Linked DNA regions of Zea mays: region 2 is linked to region 1. A link is a contact called in public HiChIP or PLAC-seq data. All regions are on one chromosome and are shown on one strand. The core of a region is the stretch at or near the end of the contact, and the rest is flanking DNA. Distances in the headings are between cores, read along the strand shown. Region 1 holds the start of LOC100192496 (putative glycogen synthase kinase family protein). Region 2 holds the start of LOC103629848 (cationic amino acid transporter 8, vacuolar).

Region 1 (6,000 bases), core at 2,592-5,091:
AGACTTAATAGCCATAAGTCGAGTCACAAATACAAGGACGGTCACTTTCGTGTGCTCATGCAACGGCTCTTTGGCAGCTTTAAGGAGCTCGAAAAACTTCTGAACCTCAGGTGTAGCTGGATCCTCATAATCGGTGGGTTGACCAGGGTTCTCCGAATCGACGGTTAGAATCTCATGGCGTACATCGTCAAGCATCTCTTCCATCCTATCGTAGTCCCCCTCTTCATGTGACTGAAATTCCGATACAATATGAGCAGGTGGGTCCTCACCGTGGTGCACCCACACCTCATAGCCTAGCACATAACCGTTCTTGCAAATATGTATCGACATAGTCCTCCTGTCAAGGAAATTAATGTTCCGACACTTGCTACAAGGGCACCTAACATCGGTTCTAGTCTCTGACCGAGCAAAAGCACGGTCGAAAAAAGCATCAGTCTTGGCAACTCACTCACTTGATAGAGCACATCTTTTCTTCCAACCTTCATACATCCATCGACGATCCTCCTCCATACTAGATACGAGACGTTAACTTAATTAGTTATGATTACTAATTAACCACACTAATATAAATAGCCACTAATTAACCACACTAATACAATAGCACTACAAAAAAATCATTTCACGGGACCCTAAATCAAATAAAACAATCTTATTTCCGAGGGCTTAATAATTACCCTCGGAAATTAAAAGTTTAAATTATATAGCCACTAATAAATAACTTAAAACAAGTTAATTTAATTGCATAATTAAATTAAGTCGTCGGACATAACAAAACTAAACATTGCTAGTAGCAAACAATATATGCATATACAAAATTATACGAAACATTATAAAATTCCTTACTTTGTCGGACGATTAGCCGGTGAAGCGGACGCCGGTGGGGTCGGGGACGGGGGCAGAGGCTCCGGCGGCCGCAGACAGCGTCGGGGCGGCTCCGGTGTCGCTTGGGCGGTGGTGGAGTTGCCGGTCGACGTGGACAGAGGATCGGGCGCGGGCTGGGCGTCGGGACGGGGCTGGAGATCCCCGGGAGAGGCTTCGGCGGTGCCGGGCGACGGCGGCGGCTACGCATGTGAGCGGGAGAGACAGAGAGAAATGAAACCGACGCGGCCGCGGGGTCGGTTAAAATCCATTAGTTCCGACGGCCACGTAGGAGACCGTCGGACATAAGCTTATATTCGACGGCTTGTCTGACAGCCGTCGGACATAAGCTTATGTCCGACGATCCGCCTGCCAGCCCTCGGATATTCTCCCTTATGTCCGACGGCTGCCAGGGGTCGTCAGACATAAGCTTAAGTCTGACGGTCTCCTAGGCAGCCGTCGGACATAACGGAGCCGTCAGATTTGTATCGTTTTCTGGTAGTGCTGCATGCACTCCTGAGATACTCCGGCGACTTGGCGAGGAGCCGTGTGGAAGTTTCGCCGACCGACGGTGTCACACAGATAGGAGAGAGAGAGAGTACACCACAAGCGGGAGATGGCCGGACTCGATGCAGGATTCAACGTTACCTGCTAAATTTAAGCTGGAAAAGCTTAAGCATGTGCGAGATATATATAAATATATGTGTTAGCTAGCTATTTATGTCTAACTAGGCGAGAAAATATACAATGTTAGACGCGCGCGCTTACAACATGCTGCTTCAGTCACTCGACAAATTCTTGAAAACTCCCGGCAAAGTCTTTGCTGGGTGTGACTAGATCTGGGCAAAGAGATTTCAGTGAACTGTACATCAGAACGACTTCTTTGTCGAATACTTTTTATCGGACATTCGGCAAAGACTTTGCTGAGTAGCACCTGGTGCACGGCAAAAAAAAGTCACCGCCACGACGCTAAGTGACGGTGACAGAGCATTGGCCGACTGTCCTCTCTAACACTCGGCAAAGAAGCCCCCTTTGTCGAGTGCTTGATGGCCTGGCACTTGGCAAAGAAGGCTCCAGGGGGTCCTTTTACCAGTCCCTTTGCCGAGAGTGCAGGAGGCATTCGACAAAAAAGCCTCCTTTGTCGAGTGTCTGCTGGACTAGCACTCGACAAAGAAGGCTCCAGTCGGCCCCTTTGCCAGTTCCTTTGCTGAGTGCGTTGTAAGGCACTCGGCAAAGCAGGGAGTTTCTTTACCGAGTGTCGGAACCACAACACTCGGAAAAAAGGTTTAGCGGTTCCCAGGTGTGCCTTTTTTGCTGAGTGCTTTGGTCGTTATTGGGATCTTATTTTTAATTGCTACATGGCATCGAAAACAAGGCAACGCAAGTTAAGTTCAAACCTCCATTCATAAATTATCACTTCTCCGAAGGGATAATTCAAGGACGAAGGTACGAAGAAGGGTGTGAATATGATAATGTTTAAATGGAAAGATGTTAAAAAAACGACATGAAATACTCATCTCGTATGCCTGCACAATTTTATTCCATCTTCCTTCATATTAAATACATTTGTAAACATACCCTCGGCTTATTAACACAAGATAGCTCGAAGATTGCGCGTACAAAATGAACGATGCCCAACGACATTGGCACGTCATTTGTTGGTCGTTCTCATTTGCTGTTAAGGCTTGCTATACCTTCGAAGCTTGCTTCGAACGATTTGACTGCCTTCAAACAAGCCTTAGCTAGTTGCGAAGCACACACTTTTTCATTAGAGATGGCTCAGGAGCGATCTGTCCCAGAGGTGCTCTTGCCACCTTCGTCGAATGCACCAGAGGCAAAGCTTGGTGATTTGAATGAGGCAATAGAGGCCACCACCTGCTAGACCGAAGTTGTTGCCGTGGATCCTTCTGAGGACAGCGACGATATTGACATTGAGGAGGACAATACCATCATCCATCCAACAAAGCCAAGTCATGTGGACTTTGGCAAATCAAAGATCAAAGAGGGATATATTGAGGTACTCAATCGATTTGGTTATATTGACTGGGTTTGACTAGGAGGCGATGATTTAGTGCCAAAGCCAAAGGAAGACATAGTTGTTGTCTTCCGAAGCTTCCTAAGAGTTGAGCTTATATTTCCATTGCATAAGGAAATAGTTGCTAAATCTCTATGTGCATATACTTCCAGAAGGTGTTTTGCCATATTGAAATAGTTTTACAAAGATCAGTGGAACATATTTCTAAAGTTAGAGCTTGTAGAAGATTCAATACAATCTAGATCCAGAAGATCAAAATATGCCCTGATGATAGTTATTGTACTCCTGTGAGTTTTCCTGAAGTTTCTCACATAAGGTTTTAACGAGGCACCAAAGTGCAAATGCAATACGCATCACCATGTGCTCTTTCTCCATATTTTCCACTGGGTTTTTAGAAGTTTTAACGAGGCATATGTTGGTCGCGGTATTCGCCCAAGGGGGAGTGTTAAGAAACCTAACTCTAAGGTTTGGTGGGCTCATACTGAATATACCCCTAAGGGATACCACATCTCTATATATAGAATTTATACCCCTCATATGGAATAGAGAAGAGAAAGAGGTTAAAGGCTCAACCCTATATCATGTCTCTTGTGTGTGTTAATCTGTCGTGCTTCTGGAAAAGGAAACTAGAGCTACAGCTTCTCCGCGCCTAATCTGCTGATGGACGTGAAAGGAACAGATTTGGCGATCTATGTAACGTAGTTATTCAACAAGAAGCATAATTAAGTGGAATTGTTTTCATACCATTTCGTGGGCTGTGTAGAGCCCGAGCAGTCCCACCCCACCCCACCCCACCCCACCCGTAAAGTCATTCTGGGCTGCTGGCCCAAGCCCAGTACACCCAAACTACACTCCCACGAACCACGACCAAAAATGCCCCGCTCGGACAAAATGAAACTGAAGAGGCATTCTTTTGCCAACGGGCAGAAGGGAGAAGACCAGGAATAAAAAAGAGGCGTGGTAGTGGACAGTGAGAGCTGACAGGGACAGTGCCCACCAATGGTCCCCTTCTCACGGTCACGCTAGCAGCAGCAGCCCTCCCCCATCACCGAGGAGAGAGAAGCCTGTCGCCGCGCGACCGCCCCACATGGCCACCGCGCTCGGTGGGGGGCCCAACCCCACCGCCGACGCCATGGAGGTCGACCCTCCGCGCGCCTCCGCCGACGAGAAGGTGAGTGCGCGCTTCACTTCATCTCTGCGCTCGCCGGCGGGGAGGGGACTTCTGCGCTCTAGGGGCTATGGTTGCTTGCTTGTTGCTCCCCCTCCTGCGTGTGCGTGGATCTGCATACGCGCCGCGGATCTGCTAGTTGCGGCGTTCTCGGTTCCCTGGACGCGGTCCTGGTTCTCGTCTAACTGCGACATCTGTGCTGCTGCTTCTCATGATTTGGGCTGCTCGCTTGCTGCTGCTTCGCTCCAATGGCTTGCGCCCTCTTTTTTTTTTGTGCGCATTTGGATGCAGATGGATTCTCGTTGGAGACCGTTAGAGCTGCGGTAGCATTGCTTTCGGGGGAGGGGACCTGCTGCTCGATGCTCTCTCCTCTTCGGCCAACTTTGCGTGCGCGCCATGCTAGCGTTCCCACTCTCGTGTTGCTTTGGATCGTGTCCAAAGCCGGACGGAATGTGTTCTACAAGTTGTCTGGTAGCTACAGTTTCAGTTACCCGGTTTTGATGTTTGACTTTCATGTGAAGTGCCAGTTGGCTTAGCTGTTACATTTCTGTCCAAAGTTTTCCATGGCCTTCTCAGCCTTTCGCAATCTAGTGGTTTTCTTTGCATTGTAAGTTTCTGACCTGTACCTTAGTTGCTTGCGTATGGATTCAATGAGTCGGAAATACTCGGTGGTTTGAAGTGCATATTTTATGCTGCTCTTGGTAATGTGGCATCGGGTATCCATGTAGTGGTATTTTGGTTTGTTCAGTCGGGGGCAACGTTATCCTTCTGTGCTGGTGCTTGCTAATGTTTCTGCCACAAACCTGGTGAAACATCGGAATGCTAATGCCGAAGTACCTCACCTAGTACATAGCCCTTTTTTTATTGCTTTGGTGCTACTCATTTTGATTATGTCTCACCTGTCATTTGTGTTACATGACAGCATGTCGCCACTATTATTGCGGGGGGAAGTGATGCAGTGACAGGCCACATAATATCGACTACGATTGGGGGAAAGAATGGTGAACCAAAGAGGGTAGGTTTTGGAGAAAGAAATTCACTTCATCTTGCTGAATTACATGACAATGCTAATAACATTCTAACTTAGCTCTTGATTTGGTGCCCTTTAGACCATCAGCTATATGGCTGAGCGAGTTGTTGGAACTGGATCGTTTGGGGTTGTCTTCCAGGTTAGCGTTTCTTTTTCTCCAACTTGGCCTAGTTTTTTCTCTCACTTTGGCTCATATTTTGTTGATGGTGCGTGCATAAACTCAGGCAAAATGCATTGAGACTGGTGAAACCGTTGCAATTAAGAAGGTTCTACAGGACAAAAGATACAAGAATAGGGAGTTACAAATAATGCGATCAATTGACCATTGCAATGTCATTTCCCTGAAGCATTGTTTCTTCTCTACCACAAGTAGGGATGAACTTTTCCTTAACTTAGTCATGGAGTTTGTTCCAGAGTCACTTTATCGCGTTCTGAAACACTACAAAGACATGAAGCAGAGGATGCCCCTTATATATGTTAAATTGTATATGTACCAGGTGGGTAGTGGTAGAATTGCATTCTATCTTGATATGCATGTGCTAGAAGAGGTGTTTAATATATTTACATTTTTCATATCTTGTGCAGATATTCCGGGGACTAGCTTATATTCATACTGTACCAGGAATTTGTCACCGAGATATTAAGCCTCAGAATATCTTGGTATGCTGGTTTAGTGTTTTTTATGCTAAGCATGTGCTTGTTCCCGCTTCTTGTTCATGACGTTCAGTTGGAAAATGCTGGCCTTCTCTTTTTCTTATTGTTTGATAGGTGGATCCTCTTTCCCACCAAGTCAAGGTTTGTGACTTCGGGAGTGCTAAAATCTTGGTATGTACATGCTCTAATGATAACAGCAAGAAATAAGATCTTTTAATTTCAATATGTTTTTTATAGAATTGAAACTGACAAGAC
Region 2 (5,955 bases), core at 130-2,629, 290 kb before region 1:
GCCCCAAGTCAAGTGATTAACCGAAATATGTTAATCTACCCTATTCGAGGAAAAGTTTTCTAAAATGTCCGTTTATTAGATCTAGATATGGGCAGCCCAATAAAGTGCAGTATATTTGTGGCGCTTTAGGAGGTGATTATTTTTAACAAACTTTTATAAATTAGGTTAGTGTTGGAGCAATTTTTTTAGCTTAAACTCTATAATTTAATTTAAGGCACTGAGACAAGTCATTGTTGGAGATGCTCTTAAGGTGGGTATAAATCCAGCTATGTGTTGCATAGAGGATGGAGATGTCATGCGCCACGTTTAAGGGTGGCAATGGAGAATTCCCTGTCAGGTTTTAGCTCCCCATTCTCGTTTCCGCGACGAATTTTTTTCCCCGCGGAGATCCTCACGAACGCTTGTGCAGGACAATTTTCCCGTCCCCGTTTCCCGCCGGGATAAATCCCCATCGGGGATCCCCGTCCCCACCTAAATTGTACTTAGAACATACTTTCTTTATTATTAATGGAAAATATTGTCACTTATACACATTGTCAGGTGTAAAAAATATTATATATACATAAAAATAGATATATTTATATAATAAGTGGTCTCTTGACAAGGTAATTATTTATTTTTATCATTAATTATTACATAAAAAATATCGTCGTATGTAAGTTTAACAGTCCCTGTGAAAATAGGGATGAGAAATCTTTGTACCCGTTTTCCTGTCAGTTAAGAGTTTTTTCCCTTTTATATCCACGTAAAGGCTTGTTCGCTTTCCTCTTAATCCATGTGGATTGAGTGAGATTGGATGAGTTTAAATCCCGAACAAGTTAAAATCCTTCGTATTTTTTCCAATCCCATCTAATCCACATGGGACAGGAATAACCGAACAAGCCCTAAGAGAAGAATTCCCCAACGAAGAATCAGGATAGTGGATTAGTGGGCATTGCCAGCCACGTTCGGTTACATCAGCTGTTCCCAACTGCCTACTCGCTTCTACTTAGCGTGGCTGTTTGGGAAGTTGGTCTGAGGCAAGGTGCACAGCATAGCCGCTCGGTGCAGCCCAATTAAGGCCCGCTGCAATAACACGCCCCATAAGTGCAGCTCGCATCGTTGGATTTTTCTCTCAGCCATGTGTTCGCTTCGCAAAGAGTATCCTCCGCTCAGATCCCAATTCCCAAGGTATGGGCGTATGGCGGATGTTAATTCGTGCGTCGTCACGCGGTCACGCCCCTAATTTCTGTAGGGCTTATTTATTTTACTCTCAATTTTTATATAGATTGAGTACAATTTAGTAAGTTTAAATTTTAAATAAGTTAAAAAAACATATTTTTTTTCTAATCACATTCGATCCGTATGAAATAGAAATAACCGAGCCTACACTTCGCGTGGAAATCGTGTTAGTGGAGTCCAACACGGGCCGAGTTTAAATTTTAAATAAGATCAAGCCTAACAGATCTGTCCACGGGCCTTCGCCCAACTCGTCCCATTATTTCTCTAAAAATCCAACAAATAAATCCTTGTGCCAGCAGAAATTATAGATCGTGTTAGCTAAAACACATCCGCGATGACGTCGACAGCGATGGGGGGCGAGCCGGCGGCGGGCCACGGGTACTGGCGGTGGAGCAAAGCCGACTTTTTCCCGGAGCCCTCGTTCCAGAGCTGGCGCGCGTACGGCGGCGCGCTCTTGTCCACTGGGCCACGGCTGCGCGACCGCGTCACGAGTCGCTCCTCCGAGGCCGTCGAGGCGGGGACGCTGCTCGCCCAGAGCGAGAATCCCCTCCGGCGGTGCCTGTCGTGGGTGGATCTCGCCTTCCTCGGATTCGGCTCCGTCGTCGGCTCGGGCGTCTTCGTGCTCACCGGCCAGGAGGCGCGGTTCGACGCCGGCCCGGCCATCCCGCTGGCCTACGCCGCCGCGGGCTTCTCGGCGCTGCTCTCGTCCTTCTGCTACGCGGAGCTCGCCGGCGAGATCCCGTCGGCTGGCGGCTCGTTCTCGTACCTGCGCGTCGAGCTCGGGGACCTGGCCGCGTTCATCGCCGCCGGGAACATCCTGCTCGAGGCCGTGGTGGGCGCGGCCGGCCTGGGCCGGTCCTGGACGTCGTACCTCGCGGCGCTCATCGGCCGCGACAGCGACGCGCTCCGCATCCACGTCCCCGCGCTCGCCGACGGCTTCAATCTGCTGGACCCGATCGCCGTCGTCGTGCTGTGCGCCACTTCCGCGCTCGCCGTGTCCGGCGCGCGCCTCACCTCCACCGTCAACTCGGTGGCGTCCGCGGTCGGCATCGCCATCATCGCGTTCGTGCTGGCCGCGGGGTTCTCGCACTTCGAGCCAGCCAACCTCGCGCCGTCATTCTTCCCCTTCGGCGCCGCGGGCGTCTTCCGCGCGGCGGCCGTCGTGTACTGGTCCTACACGGGATTCGACATGGTGGCCACCATGGCCGAGGAGACCAAGAACCCCGGCCGCGACGTGCCGCTGGGCCTCATCTCGTCCATGTCCGCCATCACCCTCGTCTACTGCGCCATGTCCCTCGCGCTCGTGGGGATGCAGCGCTACAGCGACATTGACGCCAACGCGGCCTACTCGGTGGCGTTCGCGGCGGCCGGGATGAAGTGGGCGCGCTACGTCGTGGCGCTCGGCGCGCTCAAGGGCATGACGAGCGGCCTCCTCGTCGGCGCGCTCGGCCAGGCGCGCTACACCACGCAGATCGCGCGCACGCACATGATCCCGCCCTACTTCGCGCTCGTGCACCCCAGGACCGGCACGCCCATCTACGCCACCATCGCCGTCACGCTCGGCGCCGCCTGCGTCGCGCTCTTCTCCAGCCTCGACGTGCTGGCGTCCGTCTCCTCCATCAGCACGCTCTTCATCTTCGCGCTCGTCGCCGTGGCGCTCCTCGTCCGACGATACTACGTCGCGGGCACCACGTCCCCCGCGCAGGCCCGCACCTTCGTCGGCTTCCTGGCGCTGATCGTGCTGTCGTCCATCGGGCTGTCCGTGTACTACAACTCGGGCTACGCTGCTCGGTGGCCCGGGTACGTAGCGTTCGGCGCCTTGTGGGCGGCCGGCACGGCGGGGCTGGCGCTATTCGCGGAGCAGCAGCGCGCGCCCAGGGTATACGGCGCGCCGCTCATGCCGTGGCTGCCGGCCATGTCCGTCGCCACAAACCTCTTCCTTATGGGCTCTCTCGGCTCCCTCGCCTACATGCGCTTTGGCATCTGCACGGCGGCGATGCTTGTGTACTACGTGCTCTTCAGCGTGCACGCCACCTATGACATGGTGCACTCTGAAGGTCAGACGACATCGGCGCCCGACGCTGCCACCGACGGCGTGGAGCAGAGGAAGATAATGCCGGTGTGACACAGAGGATGCCATTTCTTGGTTAGTTGAGCAAAAGGTTTGTTCAACTGTAGTGTAGGGTTGAAACCTCGTGATTCATGAACGCCTTGTTATTGTCATCAATTATTTAATGCCGACAACTTTATGCTTTGGTTAAAAGAAAAGACACGCAGCTGATGGAGACTGGCAGAAAGGAGAATGATAACCAATCGTATCAACTGTTCATATGGATGGTCGACTCAATCAGTGCATTGAAAGCAAAGAAAAAAGTACGCCAATTTTGCGGATTGAGATCCACTGACTGCAGTGGCTGCCACTTTCTCGGCTCAGCGCTGTTAATAATAAATAAAAGGATAATTCTCGATTTCCTCGCGAATTTTTTTTCCGGTGAGCGGCGGCGATCGGCTTCGGATCAGCGGAGTTTGGCTGCGCGGCTATGGTTACCGTACGTGGCGGCGGAGGCCCCAATCCGCGGCGAGGACACCATGCCGGCGGCGGTTGCGGAGATGGCGGTAAGCGGGAATCGGGGAACGAGGAGGACAGGGAGTATGAGACCAACATGAGGAAGCTTGCCGCGTGGACGGCGGCGCTCCTCGCGTCTCGGCTGATGCATCCGTTTTCCTCTCGCCGTCGCCGGCGATCGACCACTACATGCGTGTGACGACCCGTTGCCCCAACGCGCCTTCGTCAGACGTGAGCCAGCGCAGTGGATCGCCGGAGAGCGAGGCGGCGATGGCGAGGGCACGCTGTGACAGCCGGAGGGCTGCCAGGTGCGTCCTCTACTGCTCTTCTATTTCCAGATGGTGGGTGAATCGTGCTTAGAGTCCAGTCACTGTTAGTCATGCTACACACGAAGCAGCCAAAGCAGGCAACGCATGTGACAACGACACCTGAAAAAGAGAACTAGGGATGTGAACAGGGGCGTTAACAGGAGAAGTCAGAGCGTACCAACGTTCGAGTTAATGGGTCCGAGTGATCGTGTCAGGGGATTGGACTGGACCGTTGTCACGGGAGTATAAGAGAGATAAATGAACGAGAGGTTGTAACGCATCGAAGAACAGATACTTACGTAACACATTTCCCCTCGTCGCTACACTATTCTTCTTCTCCACGCATCCCGATTCTTCTCTTCTCCTCTCTGCGCTGACGAGACGCTAACAGTCACGGCTCATATGCCCGACGATATCTTCGTTCAAAAAATATGCCCGACGATATCCTGGTACATGGGTTCCACACAGTACGTCTCCTATTACAAAAATACGCCTAGCTTCTAGTTATGTGCTTCACTGTCGTTCCGGCCCTCCTATTGGGCTTCAGCTTCATCAGCCCCGCGTTGCTGGCCGTGACAATGCGCCACCACCAGCTTCCGCTAGTTGGAATGGGAAACCTTAATCCTAATCAAGGTATGGAGTGTATATATAGCTAAGTATTGTAGGTCAAGATCCAATACAACACAGATATATACAGTGACGTAAACAACACTCTAACACCCACACAATCTCACTCTAACCTATACAGATGTTGAGACTAAAACGAAACTCTCGATAGTAGCGCCTTAGTGAAGATATCGGCGAACTGCAGCGTGGTGGGACGCTGAGAACCCGAACGTCACCGACGACGACACGCTCGCGGACGAAGTACATGTCGATCTGCACGTGCTTCGTGCGCTGATGGTCCACGGAATTAGTGGAGAGATAGACCGCGCTGACGTTGTCGCAGTAGACGAGGACGACACACTAGAGGGGCTGTGGAGCTCCTAGAGAAGCTGGCGTAGCCAGGAGGCCTCGCCCACATCGTTGGGCACAGCGCGGTACTCGGCCTCAGCGCTGGAGCAAGAGACGACAGGCTGGCGCTTGGTGTTAGATAAATAGGCCTTTTTAGTTTTAATTCAATCCAGAAAACCACAGTAATGTATGTGATAATATGTATGTGCATATGTGTATCACTACTTGTCGGGTACCGTAATTAGGGGTACCCTCAACACTCCTAAACATGGCTGGTAACCACCATCAGCACAAGCTGCAAAGACTGATGGACGCAATTAAGGTCAAGGCTTCGTCTACTCAAGGGACGTGATCTCGCCTCGCCCGAGCCCAGCCTCGGGCGGGAACAGTAGTCCCAGGCGAATTCACGCCTCACCCGAGGGCCTCCTCAAGCGACGGGCGCACCCTTGTCTCGTCCGAACCCCAGCTCGGGCAGGCTTCGTTGTGAAGCAACCTTGGCCAAATCGCCTCACCAACCGACCGTATCGCAGGCGCATTCAATGCGAGGATCGCCTGACACCTTATCCTGATACACGTGCCTCAGTCGGCAAGGTCGAAGTGACCGCAGTCACTTCGCCCTTCCGCGACCTGACAGGAAAACAGCGCCGCTCGCCCCTCTCTGACTGATGTGCCACCCGCCAGGGTGAGGCTGACAGCAGCTGAGTACAGCCTCAGGCACAACAGGAAGCTCCGCCTCGCCCGACCTTGGGCCTCGGCCTCAGGAGGAGGTCTCCGTCTCGCCCGACCCCAGGGCTCGGCCCCCGCCTCGGCCTCGCAAGGTGGTCTCCGTCTCGCCCGACCCTAGGGCTCGGCCTCAACCTCGACCTCGGAAGGTGGTCTCCGCCTCGCCCGACCCCAGGGCTCGGC

Evidence for each region. HiChIP or PLAC-seq counts read pairs in DNA pulled down with a chosen protein or histone mark.
Region 2: a contact with region 1 is called in an H3K4me3 HiChIP or PLAC-seq map of leaf, with 2.5 times the contacts expected there. The contact joins the promoter of LOC103629848 here to the promoter of LOC100192496 in region 1. A contact is called at or near these places in 1 of 25 Hi-C or Micro-C datasets (endosperm) and 1 of 3 datasets of contacts at active chromatin or transcription factors (leaf).

Annotation. Positions count from the first base shown.
Region 1 is chr6:115,934,633-115,940,632 of Zm-B73-REFERENCE-NAM-5.0, reverse strand. It overlaps LOC100192496 (putative glycogen synthase kinase family protein), which reads left to right and starts at 3,841. Exons shown (of 12, transcript NM_001137716.1): 1 at 3,841-4,064; 2 at 4,984-5,076; 3 at 5,171-5,230; 4 at 5,316-5,588; 5 at 5,677-5,751; 6 at 5,860-5,916. The coding sequence starts at 3,981.
Region 2 is chr6:116,223,968-116,229,922 of Zm-B73-REFERENCE-NAM-5.0, reverse strand. LOC103629848 (cationic amino acid transporter 8, vacuolar) reads left to right here and starts at 1,379. Exons shown (of 2, transcript XM_020539427.3): 1 at 1,379-3,367; 2 at 3,491-4,418. The coding sequence starts at 1,556. The coding sequence ends at 3,346.